2 separate regions of the Mus musculus genome follow, and region 1 is linked to region 2. The links are chromatin contacts, called in public promoter capture Hi-C maps. All regions are on one chromosome and are shown on one strand. Each heading gives the region's core, a stretch centred on a gene start, on an enhancer-like site or on the middle of the called end of the contact. The rest is flanking DNA. Distances are from core to core; before and after follow the strand shown. Region 1 holds the start of Brf1 (BRF1, RNA polymerase III transcription initiation factor 90 kDa subunit). Region 2 holds the start of Pld4 (phospholipase D family, member 4).

What was found. Capture Hi-C pulls out chosen DNA fragments and counts their contacts.
Region 1: a promoter capture Hi-C map of liver shows a contact between it and region 2. The contact joins the promoter of Brf1 here to the promoter of Pld4 in region 2. A contact is called at or near these places in 6 of 39 promoter capture datasets (the HPC-7 cell line, cranial neural crest, embryonic stem cells and 3 more), 2 of 484 Hi-C or Micro-C datasets (B cells and the N1E-115 cell line), 1 of 115 datasets of contacts at active chromatin or transcription factors (microglia) and 2 of 9 other capture datasets (adipose tissue and liver).

What each region holds. Positions count from the first base shown.
Region 1 is chr12:112,997,600-113,004,323 of GRCm38.p6, reverse strand. Brf1 (BRF1, RNA polymerase III transcription initiation factor 90 kDa subunit) reads left to right here and starts at 3,703. Exons shown (of 18, transcript NM_028193.3): 1 at 3,703-4,151. The coding sequence starts at 3,968. 9230104M06Rik (a long non-coding RNA gene) reads right to left here and starts at 3,600. Exons shown (of 3, transcript XR_001780729.2): 1 at 3,412-3,600; 2 at 2,898-2,967; 3 at 1-142.
Region 2 is chr12:112,756,558-112,762,685 of GRCm38.p6, reverse strand. It overlaps Pld4 (phospholipase D family, member 4), which reads right to left and starts at 2,031. Exons shown (of 11, transcript NM_178911.4): 1 at 1,903-2,031; 2 at 77-160. The coding sequence starts at 1,929.

The DNA of each region.
Region 1 (6,724 bases), core at 2,454-4,953, 240 kb before region 2:
ATTTAACTGCTTCTTGAAATAGGGTCATACGTTTGACCCTAGGTCTGTATGTCGCTGAGGCAGCTTTAAGTCCGTGATCCTCTCGATTGCTGGGATTACAGGTCTGAGCCAGTATCTCTACTTGATGCGGTCACACTGAGCCCTGGGATTTAACAGGAATTGGGGACTTTCAGATTATCGCAGGCCAGATGGAGTGGGCTCTCAGTGTCAGGTTGTATCCTGGAGCAAGCAGAAATGTGGGAGAGACTCTGGAGTGAAAGAGTATCCAAGCCTTTTTAAAAAGAATGCGGGGAGCTTGAAAGAGCCTCCAGCCACAGGCCAAGAGGCTGCAGGAAAGGTCATCTCCTTTTTTCCTGGAGTGTGTGTGCCAGGTGGGCAAGGGCCACTGGGAAGACATATTTGGCAGGGATATGGTAAACTGGGGAGGGACAGGCGAGAGCGCTAAAAAACAAAAAACAAACAAACAAACAAACAAACAAAAAACAGTTCAGGTTTGGAAAATGAGAGACATCAAGTGAAAAAGATGGAAGGAACACAAAACAAGGCAGACAAAGTCGCCTATGGATTTGGGATGTAGGAAAACTCATTTAAATTATGTTGTTGCCGGGACTGCTGAGGCACCCCATGTCATGTTTCCCAGCTCACTCTGACGGGTTACTGCAGTAGCAGGGCATGCACTGGAGACACCTGAGGGGCAGCTTCCCTTTCTCACTGGAAACCTCAAGAAGCGACTCCTGTGCATTCACCCAGGGTGATCACTCCACCCGCAGCAACCTAGTGTTAATGCCATATTTAAGCCCCAAAGCCGGCTGGATGCTTGAGGAACAGGTCCACCTGGTGCACTGATGGCCACAGAGCCACCGAGGCACCGAGCACATCACTTCCAGCTGGTTTGTTACGGCTCACTGGGCTCCTGGAAGACCTGAGCATTCACTATGAACTGCCCCTGCCCTGTTCATGTTTGAAGAGGTGACCTTTAGAGAGGTGATTATGGTAGCAGGAGGTCATTAGGAAAGGTGCTAATCTACTGTCCTATGGCTGTGTCCTTAAAAAGAACCGAAGATGAGGAGACAGACTGACAGACACACACAGAGTACCCTTTGAGGCAGAAGGCAAGGCCTCAGGAGCAAAGACCTTGTTCATACCTTGACTTCCAGCCTTTAGATCACAAAAGTAGAATTTTTGCAGGGCAGTGGTGGCACATGCCTTTAATCCCAGCACTTGGGAGGCAGAGGCAGGCAGATTTCTGAGTTCGAGGCCAGACTGGTCTACAGAGTGAGTTCCAGGACAGCCAGAGCTACACAGAGAAACCCTGTCCAGGAAAACCAAAAAAAAAAAAAAAAAAAGGTTTAATTTCTTTTTCATGTATATAGTATTCTGTCTGCATATATACCTGCACGCCAGAAGAGGGCACCAGATCTCATTATAGATGATTGTAGCTGGGAATTGAACTCAGGACCTTTTGGAAGAGCAGCCAGTGCTCTTAACCTCTGAGCCATCTCTCCAGCTCCAAGAGTAGACAAAGTCAAGTCGCTGAGTCTGGGGCACTTTGTTCTGGTAGTCCCAGCAAACAAATATTCTACAAGTTTTATTGAAACAGAAAAAGAATTGAACTCAAGGAAATGTGTGTGCTGGGACTGTTTTGTGGCAAGGGCTTGACTATGTCATACAAACTTGGGAATGGAAGGACGCAAGGCTAATGAGTGGATTGGGTAAAGCAGTGGTATAGCAGAATCCATAGCAGAATCTGTGCAGAGCAAAGGGGTTTAACACAGGCACTCTCTTCTCTTTGTGGTACGCCTAATACTTCTCCATGATGAAGCATTTGGGGGTACCCCCAGCTCTGAGCTATGTTTTCTCTCTACACAATGGCATTCATGAGTGATAAGCTCACCTTTTCATGTTTATCCCCTGCAGAGCAAGATATTCTTGCTCTTTAAGACTCAGATTGGGTGAGCCTTTTTCAAGATAGAATGGCAGGGAAGCATCCCCAGGCCCTCCAAAGAAGATAGGGCTCCACCTGGTTCCTCTGTAGGGGCTGAAGAACTTGCTGCTCTTCCCTTCTTAGCACTTGTCTTACTGCAATGTACATTGGGGTCACTGAGAAGGGACAAGGCTCAGGGGCATCTGTGAGGAGGTCTGAAGGACCCTGGTCCTCCACCTTGGGACTCTGACCATGGTTATCTCCTAAAGACACCAACTGTATAGGGAACCAGGAGCTCCTGTGAGTGCTTCACTCTGGGTTTCTGGAGTATTGCTTTGTTTTTGTTTTTTTTCCGGACATACCATTGGCTGTCCTGGACCTTTTGAGGCATTCAATGACATGTTGATTTGGGATCCCTTGGGGTGACTCGAGAGCACAGGAACTGTGCAGCACTCCAAATCCTTCAATTCCTTCATTTGCCATTTGACTTTAATATGTATTGTGCACATGATGGTGAGAGGGTACATGTGTGGAGGTCAAAAGAGAATTTTGTGGAGTAAATTCTCTCAGTCCGCCTTTACCAGAGTTCTTGGGATTGAACTCAAGCAAGGCAGACAGATTTGCTTGGCATTTACTTGACGAGCAATCTCACCAACCCTTCCTTTGCTATGTTTTGAGGAGATCCCTCCCAAGTTCTGTTTGTTTGTTTGTGACAGGGTTACTCTATGTATAAAACAGAGTCCTGGCTGGCCTCTAATTCACAGAGATTCACCTGCCCCTACCTCTGGAGTGCTGGGACTAAAGGTGTGCACCAACACAATCGGCTTTTTCCAAGTTGTTGTTCTTGTTCTTCTTCTAAATTGTGTTGATAACGCTGGTTTTGCAAGCTGATCAGAAGTCTGCATATTTACAATGCTTCCCTCTTAGTTTGAGCTCCTGTGGCATCCTGCAGTCTAATTTTGGAGTTTCTTACCTGTAGTAGTGCACAAGATTTGCTAAACTTCCCAAGGACTGACAGGTATGGCTGAGATTGTGAGCAGCGCCTGCGGATGCAGAGGGTTCTGTGTATGCTCTACTTTACCCAGAGCTCACTACCCTACTACCCAGACCCGTTACTGCCAGGAAATAGGAAGTCCTGCTGAGAACTCAGCGTTGAGGTGACCAACTGTGGTCCCAGAGACTGTTCACCCTGGGACTGAGGGATGGGGGATGAGGTGTCTGCAGCAGAGTCTGGGAGAACATTCCAGGTCCCTCTTAAACGCTGCCCCGCCGGCAGTCCTTGATCCTGCCCTCTAGGGCTTGCTGACTCCCCAAGTTACTCCCACTACATCCAGCCCAGGACGCTCCCAAAGCCTATTGTGCCAATCAGTGCAGGCTCCACGGGCCGGGCCTTGGCCGCACACAAGTTACCGCCCACAAACCCATCCCACTACTTTGTTTCCAGATTTCCTCTCTCAGACAATCGGCTCTCCTTCGGCTCCGCATACCGAAAGCTTCGTGGCCTCGGCGCCATCTACAGGCTCCTCCCATACTCGTCCCAGCTCCACCCACCGGCCTACTCCGGGCCCCGTCACTTTAAGCCTCGCCCCTGTCCCAGGCTCCTCCCTCAGCCCGCATTTCCTCCTAGGCTCCTCCCACGGCCCGAGTCGGGTCCCGGGCTGCGCTCCTCGCCCCGCCCCGCCCCGCCCCGCCCTTCTCGCCCGCCCTCCAGTCCCGCCCCGTTGTTGGCTTTTGGCCCGCGAGGCCTCCGGGTTCCAGGTTTGGAGCTTTGCTTCCGGCCGCCCGGAAGGTCGGCGGTTCGGTCCCAGCGTCCCAACGATTCTTGAGTTCCTTTATCGGTCCCGCGGGCGCGGCCGTTGCAGGCAGCGCGGCCCGCACGCGCTGGGCGAATCTGCCGCGACGAATCGGCAGGCGTGGCGCCGGCGGCCTCGCGAGAGTGCGGCGCAGACGGAGGCGGCGCGACGGGCCTTGCGGGCTGAGGGCCGCGGGCGGAGAGCGGACTGCTGAGCGGCTGGGGGGCCGGTGGGGCCCCGCGGCTCCACCATGACGGGCCGCGTCTGCCGCGGCTGCGGCGGCACGGACATCGAGTTGGATGCGGCGCGCGGCGATGCGGTGTGCACGGGCTGCGGCTCGGTGCTCGAGGACAACATCATCGTGTCCGAGGTGCAGTTCGTGGAGAACAGCGGCGGCGGCTCGTCGGCGGTCGGCCAGTTCGTGTCGCTGGACGGTGAGTTCTGCAGCTCGGGCGAGGGGGCCGGGCAGGGCTGCGTGTGCGAGGTCCGAGGGAGGAGTCGAGGCTGGCGGGGAAACTGAAGTAGGTCGTCCTGTGACAGACCGTGGGCAGTCGGACAGGGAAACTGAGGCAGGGCCGGGCCGGGAATCTGCAGCCAGGTCCCCTCCGAGTCCCGTACGCCGATGTAAACTCCGCGATCTGCCCGGTCCAAGCGTCGCGGTCCGGTCCAACGGAGGTCGTCGGGCTGGGTCCCGAAATCTGACAGGCACGGCTTTCAGGCTCGCAGGTTCCGTTTATCCGGTTGGCCACTCTAACAGGTGTCATTGCCCTAAGGGCTATGAAGAAGATGTGCCCAGCCTCAATTCTCTGCCCAGTCGCCTGAGTCCTTATCTTTTTAAAATAAGGGTTTGTTTCCTAACCGTTGAATGTCGAGTCTCTAGGTGAGTTATACTTCCAAGTCTTTCTTTGTATATCTGATTCTTGAGGCAAATGTTACTATTTTGACCAAAGGTTTTACATTTTGAAGCATTCCAATTTGTCGCCTTTTCTTTCTTGAGAGTTTCCTTTGTCACGAATCTAAGATGTCTTTGAGTCACCGCGTTTGTCTTCTAAAAGTTATTGTTTACACTTTTACGCAGTTTTGTTTTTATTTTCTGTAGACTGGGGATCTAGCCCAGGGACTCTGGCACACTAAACAGTTCCCAAATCCCTATGTCAGTGGAAGCCTAGTCCACATTTTTTGAGTTAAGCCTTGTGGAAAGTGGGATGTGCGGGCTGAGGCTCCTTTCTTGTCTGCGGAGGTACCATTTTCCACACATAGTTTGCTGAAAGGATTCCTTTTTTTTTTTTTACATGGAGTTACCATTGTTCCTTCCGCAGAGGTCATTGTCTGCCCCCCTGTGTGAGTCTGCTCCGGGTTCTGTAGTGCATTCAGCCTGACCTTTTGTTTACATTTAATGTTTTGCGATCAGAATTGTGAGCCATCCAGCTTTTGCCTTCCTCTATGGACTAGTGTATTTGTAATCTCTTTCCCTTGGACTGTATGTAACTGTATTTGCATATTTATATGTATTGTGTGTATGGAGCTGGAGCCCAGGTCTTGCTCATACTAAGCAAGTGCAGTGCCACTGAGCTCTCTATGTTCCTAGCTTTTTATGGTTTACTTTGAGTTAGGGTTTTGACAAGTTGTCCAGGCTGGCTTTGAACTTAATCAGTAACCCAGGCAAGCATTGAGCTTGCAGTCCTCCTGACTCAGCCTCTTAAGTAGTTGCAGTTATGAACCTGTACTACCAGACCCAACTTTTTGGGTTTTTTTTTGAGACAAGATGTTCCTGTGTAGACTGGTTGGCCTTGAACTTTTAGCAGCCTCCCCTGCCTCAGTTTCCTAAGTACTGGGATTACAAGCATGCACACCATGCCCTGTGCGGCTGAGGCTGTGTGTGTGGTGTGTGTGTGTGTGTGTGCACAGGCATACATGTATGTGTGGGCACATGAGTAAGGAGGCCCAAAGTTGGCATCAGGAACCCTCCTTGATAGTTCTCCACTTTACTGAGTCAGGGTCTCTTGCTGAACTTGGGGCTCCTGATTCCGGCTACTCTAGCTAACCAGGTTGGCCAAGGGATTACCACTCTCAGCCTCCCAACTGCTGGGGTTATAAGTGGCTAACACTCCTGACCTGCTTTTATGTGCATCCTGGGGATCTGCACAGCAAGCATTTACTCCACTGACCGACAGGACTGTCTCCCCAGCCCGTGCAGCAGATTGTTGAATCTGCTGTGAGTTCCAAAAGCAAGCTCACCTGAGGCATTGTCCTGGGGTATTGGCCTGTAGTTTAACATCTATCAGCCTTAGATGTCAAGGTAATGAATGTACTCCTGAAACAAGTGAGCTGTGTCCCTGCCTCCCCACCCCCCCTTACTTTCTGGAAGGGACTATATACAAACAATGCCCTCTGCGCTCTTTCTCTTTCCTAGTTTCACTATGTAACTTAAGCTGGCCTCGAACTCATGATGCTCCAGCTTCAGTCTCTACACAGCCGAGATTGTAGGCGTGTGCCTACCACTTCTTGCATCTGTTCTTACTTAAATATTAAGGTTTCTCTGTGTAGCTCTGGCTGTCCTGGAACTCAGAAATCCACCTGCCTCTGCCTCCCGAGTGCTGGGACTAAAGGCGTGCGCCACCACAGCCCGGCTTTTTTAACTTTTTTTTTTTTTCCAATATTAAGGTTTCTTTTTCAGCTTCTGTCATAGTAGTAGCTGTAGTTACATTTCAGATAGTCTCTGGCTTGTTCTTGGAATGGGTCATCTAGTTGTGGAATTCATGGAGTTAAGCAAGTAGTGTGCAACTGAGCTTTCTCCCTACCTAGCCCATGTTCTTTATGTCTGCAAGGGACTGTAGCAAAGCCCCTCCATTTCCTTTTGGATATTGGGGTATTGTATTTTTGCCTTTCTGGCTGGTTCACCAGTTTTGTGAATATTTCCAAAAAAATGGCTTTGGGTTGACTTTTCCCTTGTACATTTCCATTATGTTTCACATGTCACATAAGTTCTTATTCTTTGTAGGTGTTT
Region 2 (6,128 bases), core at 782-3,281:
ATTAGGAATTGGGCTTAAACTTGTTTTCAGAAGACTGAGTCCCTGGCCAGACTTCCTTTAGGATCTCCTGACCTACCATGCCAAGTCCGCTATGTGGATCATGAGATGTGGAGCAGGGCCAATCAGAGACCTCCACTGCTGTCTGGAGTGGTATCCGCATCTGTACAGAACAGTCTGTGTCACCAGCAACCCCAGCTCCATGGTGTCACCTCCTTAAGCAGTCCCTACAGAGGCACTCTCCAGCCTTCAGACACCAGTCACAGCTCAGGCATGGCCTCCCGCATGGAACCCATGCCGGCTGAGCCTACACCTTTCCCAGGGCTGTGTCCTGCTTGTACCCTATGGCTCCCTCAGTGTCCCCTGATTTGGTGTCTTGAGTATGTGAATCTCAGTTCCTTATTCCAACCACAAGTGAAACCAGGCCTGAAAGTGCAGTTTCTGCTTGGGCTGCCTCATCCACCCTTCCTTATTAGCTATGAGCAGCTGCTTCCCTTCCCCAGCTGGCCCCCAAGTGTGGCCCCATGGTAGGCAGCTGGCTGTAAAGTGGGGCATGGCAAAAGGGCCACCAAGAGCCAAGCCTGGCCCTGCACTGCTGTCAAGGCTGGGGACGGCAAAGGAGGCTACAGCTAGTTAGGGTGGAGAACTCACCATGTTCCTTCAGTGGAGTCACTACAGAGTCAGGCCAGTCATTCAGGAGGCCCTGTGCACCCCAGATGGGTCACCCAACCCCTGGCACAGACACGAGCAAGGCACTGACTTCCCACCCTCCCAGCCTGAATGCTGTTTGGAACCTAAGGCACTGTATGATTGTAGTTGGTTGGTTGTGGAATCTGGGGGCTTCTTCAGTTCTGTGGGTCAGGCTATCACTCCAAGAGTGGTGAGACTAATTCCACTGTCCCTTAAGGGTTGTCTTGGACAGCAGCCTGTAGGCATGTGGCTAACCTTAGCACAGGGAATGGATTATAGGAGATAGGCCTGGGGCTCTATCTACCCTCGATGCCCAAAGTTACGGGGAAGTGGAGCCTAGAAACCACAGTGAGAGGATGGGGGCGGGGGAGAGGACCAGAGTCACCCACAGAGGCCCAGCACCCTCTTACCAGAGTTCCTTGAAGAAGGGAGTCAGGAGGTCACTTCCATCCAGATCATGGCTCATGTTCTTAGATATATCTCCCACCCTACCCATAGCAGGCAGCTCAAGTGACCGAGGCAGCTTCAGAAACCTAGCTTCTGGCTCTGACCAGTCTTATAATGTCCAGTGGGGCACAGACATGAGGTTCTGGGCCAGGGTTACCAGGCAGGGCTATCCCTCAAAGAGCTGCTGGCCTACCTCTCCCAGCTGCTCTGAGAGAAGTGTTCTCATCCCCTAAAATAGTTGGATTGGCAAAAAGGCAAGAATGCAGCAGCCGTAATCTGGGACTTCCAAGGGCCACAGACTTCTGACCTCCTTGTGGTCACTGGGAGCTACTCTGAGGTCAGGGTAGGAGAACGATGAAGGGCGGCTCTAAGCATCTGCAGACCTGTCACATCCTTGGTCCCTGTGGGTCTTTCGAATCCTTGGGGTGGGACTGTCTGGCTAGAGGGAAACACTCCCTGGTACTGGCATATCAGGAGAGGGGTGAGCTGGGGGATGGGCTTTAGAGCCCCCTGAGCCTCAAGGTTCTGGGGTTCCTGCCCTGTGGGCTAAACTGTGGACCCGAGGCGTGGGATAGGACAAAGCTGCCCAGTGGCTGGAGACTTTGATACCCATTGACCCTGGATCCATAGATCAAGCAAGGAGTGGACATCTGCCAGCCAATCTGGGTGGCTTGTGGGACCTAGGGTGCTGGGAGGAGGGGACTGTGGGAGGTAGACAGACACCCCTCTTGAGGCCCTCTGTCTGGCTCTAGCCTGGCTACCACTTACCTCTGGGTGCTCTTTCTTCTTGTCCATCCTGGTTCCAGCCACTGTCTGCAGGCTTTGCCTGTGCAGGCAGGCACCTGCCTCCTCTCTGGCCTGCTGCTTCCCCCTTCCATTCACTTCCTCTTTGTTCTGAGCACCCCACCCCCACGTCAAGACAGATCGGGTCTCTAGGGGGCGGAGCTGAGAACTTTCACCTCTGGAGAAAAATCTACCCTGCTTGCTCCTAGAGAGGGTCCCTCAGTCATAAACCAAATGTTGGAATTAAGTTTGACTGCAAACACCAAAGTCTCAAGTAAGAGAGCCTCAAACTGACTTAACTTCTCCAGGGGCTCATATATTGAAGACTGGTAATTTTATTGAAGTTGCATCATGAGCTAATTAACAAATTGTGCAATGATAGCCATGATGGGAGGAGGTGGAAACTGTGGAAGGTGGGGCCTGATTGGAGGATGTAGGTTTCTGGGGCAGGACTTGGCTCGCCATGTCTTATGCCTGGGTTCTTCATCTCTCTCTGCTTCCTGTCTGTTATAGGGCAAGCTGCTTCCCTCTGCCTTGCTGCTGTTACTATGCCTGGCCACACTCTAGTTCCATGGGAATGGCAACAGCTGACATTGGTTAAAACCTCTAAAGCTGCAAGCCAAAATAAGTCCTTCATCCTTCAAACAGTTTACCTCAGGTCTGCGTCATAGTGAAGAAAAACTGACTGACCCACCAACCATACCCTGCAACCAGTTTCTGGAGAAGTTATCAGTGACACAGTCACAGGAAGTCTTAGCCTCCAAACCCTGGAATTCAAACTTCACAGCCCTAGAATGGCTTCCAAAGCTCAGCCATCACCTCATATCCCTAGCATAGAATGAAGCATCCCCAGAACACTTCTGGAGACTGGAAAGGGAACTTCCATTTATCTATATTAGCTACAACTCAATCTACGCTTGGCCACAGGGCCATACCTAGCTGCAAGGGAAGCTGGGATCTGGAGGTAGCCATGACTCACCCCGCTGAGGAATTCAGGTGAGGCTGTTCCCTGGCCTGTCCACAAACATAGGCTTACTAGTGGCTCCTTGAAGGGATTCTGCCTCCCCTCATAGTCCAAGATGGATCTTCTGAAGACCAAACCTTGTTGCCTTTAGATCAGGGTCTTGGGAACAGCCCCAACTTTGAACAGGGTCCAGGTTGACTTCCCTCCTCCTTGGCAGGCAGTAGGCCTCAGTTCAGGGATATGGCCTCAGAGTGTCCTCAGGGGAAGAGTGCCAACCTCACAGGGTGGGGAGTACTCCTGAGGAGCAGGGCCTGACCTCAGTGACCCGTGTCCAGCCTGGTGGGCAAGAAAGTGAGCAGAAAAGGGACCATCCTTCACTTCCTGTGGGATAATGCCCTAACTTGGCTTTGGGGTTGTTGTGGGTTATCCACCAGAGAAGACAGCGCAGACATGGGTCTAAGCCAATAGATTCAGGATCCCATTGTAGCCCCAAGCCTTTCTCAGGGTGAGCTTTTTTTTTAATGCATTTTATACAACAAACATATTAATAATATTGAGTATTTTGAGCATCAAATAATACATAACAATTTGCTCAATTTTATATTCATATCCTTTCATACCCTAAAAATATCATTAATGAACACTTATTACTATCCATAACTGAGGATCCTATATCTAATGTTGAATGCTAAATTGTTCCAAAACATACAAAGTATTCTTTGGGAATTAAGCATAGTAAAAGAGCATAAAATATTAAAAATGAGTCATTAAGAAATATATTCCAAAGCCCTTATATGATACCACCTGACATAATGAGAGAGAATTTATAACATATTATATATCTGTGTATATTGTCTAACTATAAGTTTACTTTAAAAAGATTATCAGTGTCTCTAGGAGAGAAATTATTTCATCAGTAAGTATATTTTTAAAATTTCAAAATAGCAAAAACTCTTTGAAGTTAAACATTAAGAAAATTCTAATTTCAAGCACAGTGAGAAAAATTATCAGTGATATTTCCATGATGCTTGTAGAACATGATTTTAATATTTTCAACTGTTAATATTCAACAAACAGAATAATTATTTTAAGATATATTTCATTGTTATGTCTCCCTTTTCATTTCTGGTTTTATTAATTTGGATACTGTCTCTGGTTAGTCTGGCTAAGGGTTTATCTACCTTGTTGATTTTCTCAAAGAACTAACTCCTGGTATTCTTGATTCTTTGTGTAGTTCTTTTTGTTTCTATTTGGTTGATTTTATCCCTGAGTTTGATTATTTCCTTCCATCTACTCCTCTTGAGTGTATTTGCTTCTTTTTGTTCTAGAGCTTTCAGGTGTGTTGTCAAGCTGCTAGTGTAAGCTCTCTCCAGTTTCTTTTTTGGAGGCACTTAGAGCTATGAGTTTTCCTCTGACCACTGCTTTCATTGTGTCCCATAAGTTTTGGTATGCTGTGTCTTTATTTTCATTAAGTTCTAAATAAATAAAGTAAAATAAATTCTAATAAAATAGTCTTTAACAGCCCCTATGCCTGATGCTCTCAATAAATACTTTCCACGTATAGGAGGGCATTCAAGCCCTGCAGCTTCAAGGAAACCCAAGCCCATCTAACACAACTCCCCTCCCCTGCTACATCTGAGGCCAGGACTGGACACGGTGTGCATCATCACCCTGGGAAGGATTTGTCATGAGTATATCTCAGGGATCCATGGGGCCCATGGGACAAGGGCCGGTGGAACACCCAGCACAAGTCTCCTGACAACACTAAGACTGGAAGTATGGTGTCACCCTGTGGTGATCAGCTCTTCCTAAATGGCTACACCCTAGGTCCTTGGTGGGCTGGGACGGGGACGATGGATTTTGGAGATTTCTTATAAAGCTGAGTATCTTTGTCTTCAATTTCTTTTCTATTCCAAAATGTGTCTTGTGGCAGGAAATGCCTCAGTATTTGTCAGGAGGGCTAATAAATGAGGAGCCACCCAAGCCAATGACAAGCATGTTCCTTTGAAATTTGGGTGGAAGCCTCCATGACCCAACAACTCTTAGTGCCTACAAAACCCAAGTCATATGGGTGATGCCAGCTTTGACAGTAGCTGGCCCAACTTGTACCATGGCTGTAACAGCCTGTGATGGCTGAACATAGCAACAAAGCGAGAAACAACCATCCCAACAGCCTGTAAGGGAGCCATCCTAGCACTCTTCTCAGAGCAAAGGCTTCTGGGGGAATTTACACCTTCATACTCTTGAGCCTAGGTCTTGCCAATTCCTGTATTACCTTCAAGGCATCTTTCCTAATATCACAGTGCAAAAATGTTTCCTCCTATTTCTCTTCTACCTCCTCCTCCTTCTCTTTCTTTTCCTCCTTCTCCTCTTCCTCCCCCTCTGCCCTGCCTCCTCCTCTTCATTTTCTTCTTCAAGGACCAGTTTCACTTTGTAGCTCTAGCTGACCTGAAACTCACTATATAGGATCAGGCTTGAAATTATAGAGATCTTCCTGCTGCCTCTGCAAAGCTAGGATTAAAGGTGTGTGCCATCACACCCAGCTAGCTGTCTTTTGGTTTTGAGACTGGGTTGTAGTATGTCACCCTGAAATCATGAACCTCATGCTTTAGTCTCATGTTTCTTGGGTGGGAGGTTTGAACCACCAAATCTGTTATGTTGTGTACGGTTAATCCTTTGATAAGGTCACAATCTAATGGTATTTATTGAGAGGTGCTGGAAACTTCTGGAGATGGGGCCTAGTTGGCAGAAGTAGGTCACAGGGGTGTAGTCTTGGCATGTGAATCTTTCCTCAGACTCATGCCGCTTGCTCCCTCTGCCTGCTTCCTGGCTGCTGGGAGGTGAGCAGCTGTCTCCACCACAAGCTTCTACAGCTCTGGTGCTCTGATTGGTCTCCGGCCCAAAGCAGTGAACCCAGGCAACCTGGACTGAGCCTCACCCTCTCTGTTTAGCAGTGTGTAAGATCAAACCCAAGGTCTTTTGTGTGCTTGACCTTGACAGGAAACTCTCAAGAAAACAAGAGCCCAAACCAACCTTTCTCCCTTCCATCGTCATCAGGTGTCATGTCATAGTGACAAAGGCCACCTCACAGGTTTCTTGGTGTTTTCATTTGTCTTTTTCTTGTTTTTTTTTTTGTTTGTTTGGTTTTTTTTTGTTTTTTTTTTTTTTGTTTTTTTGTAATTAGACTCTGGGTTTATAGTTTTCATTATACTTGGAAACTGTTTTGTCATTATTTCTTTGAACATTT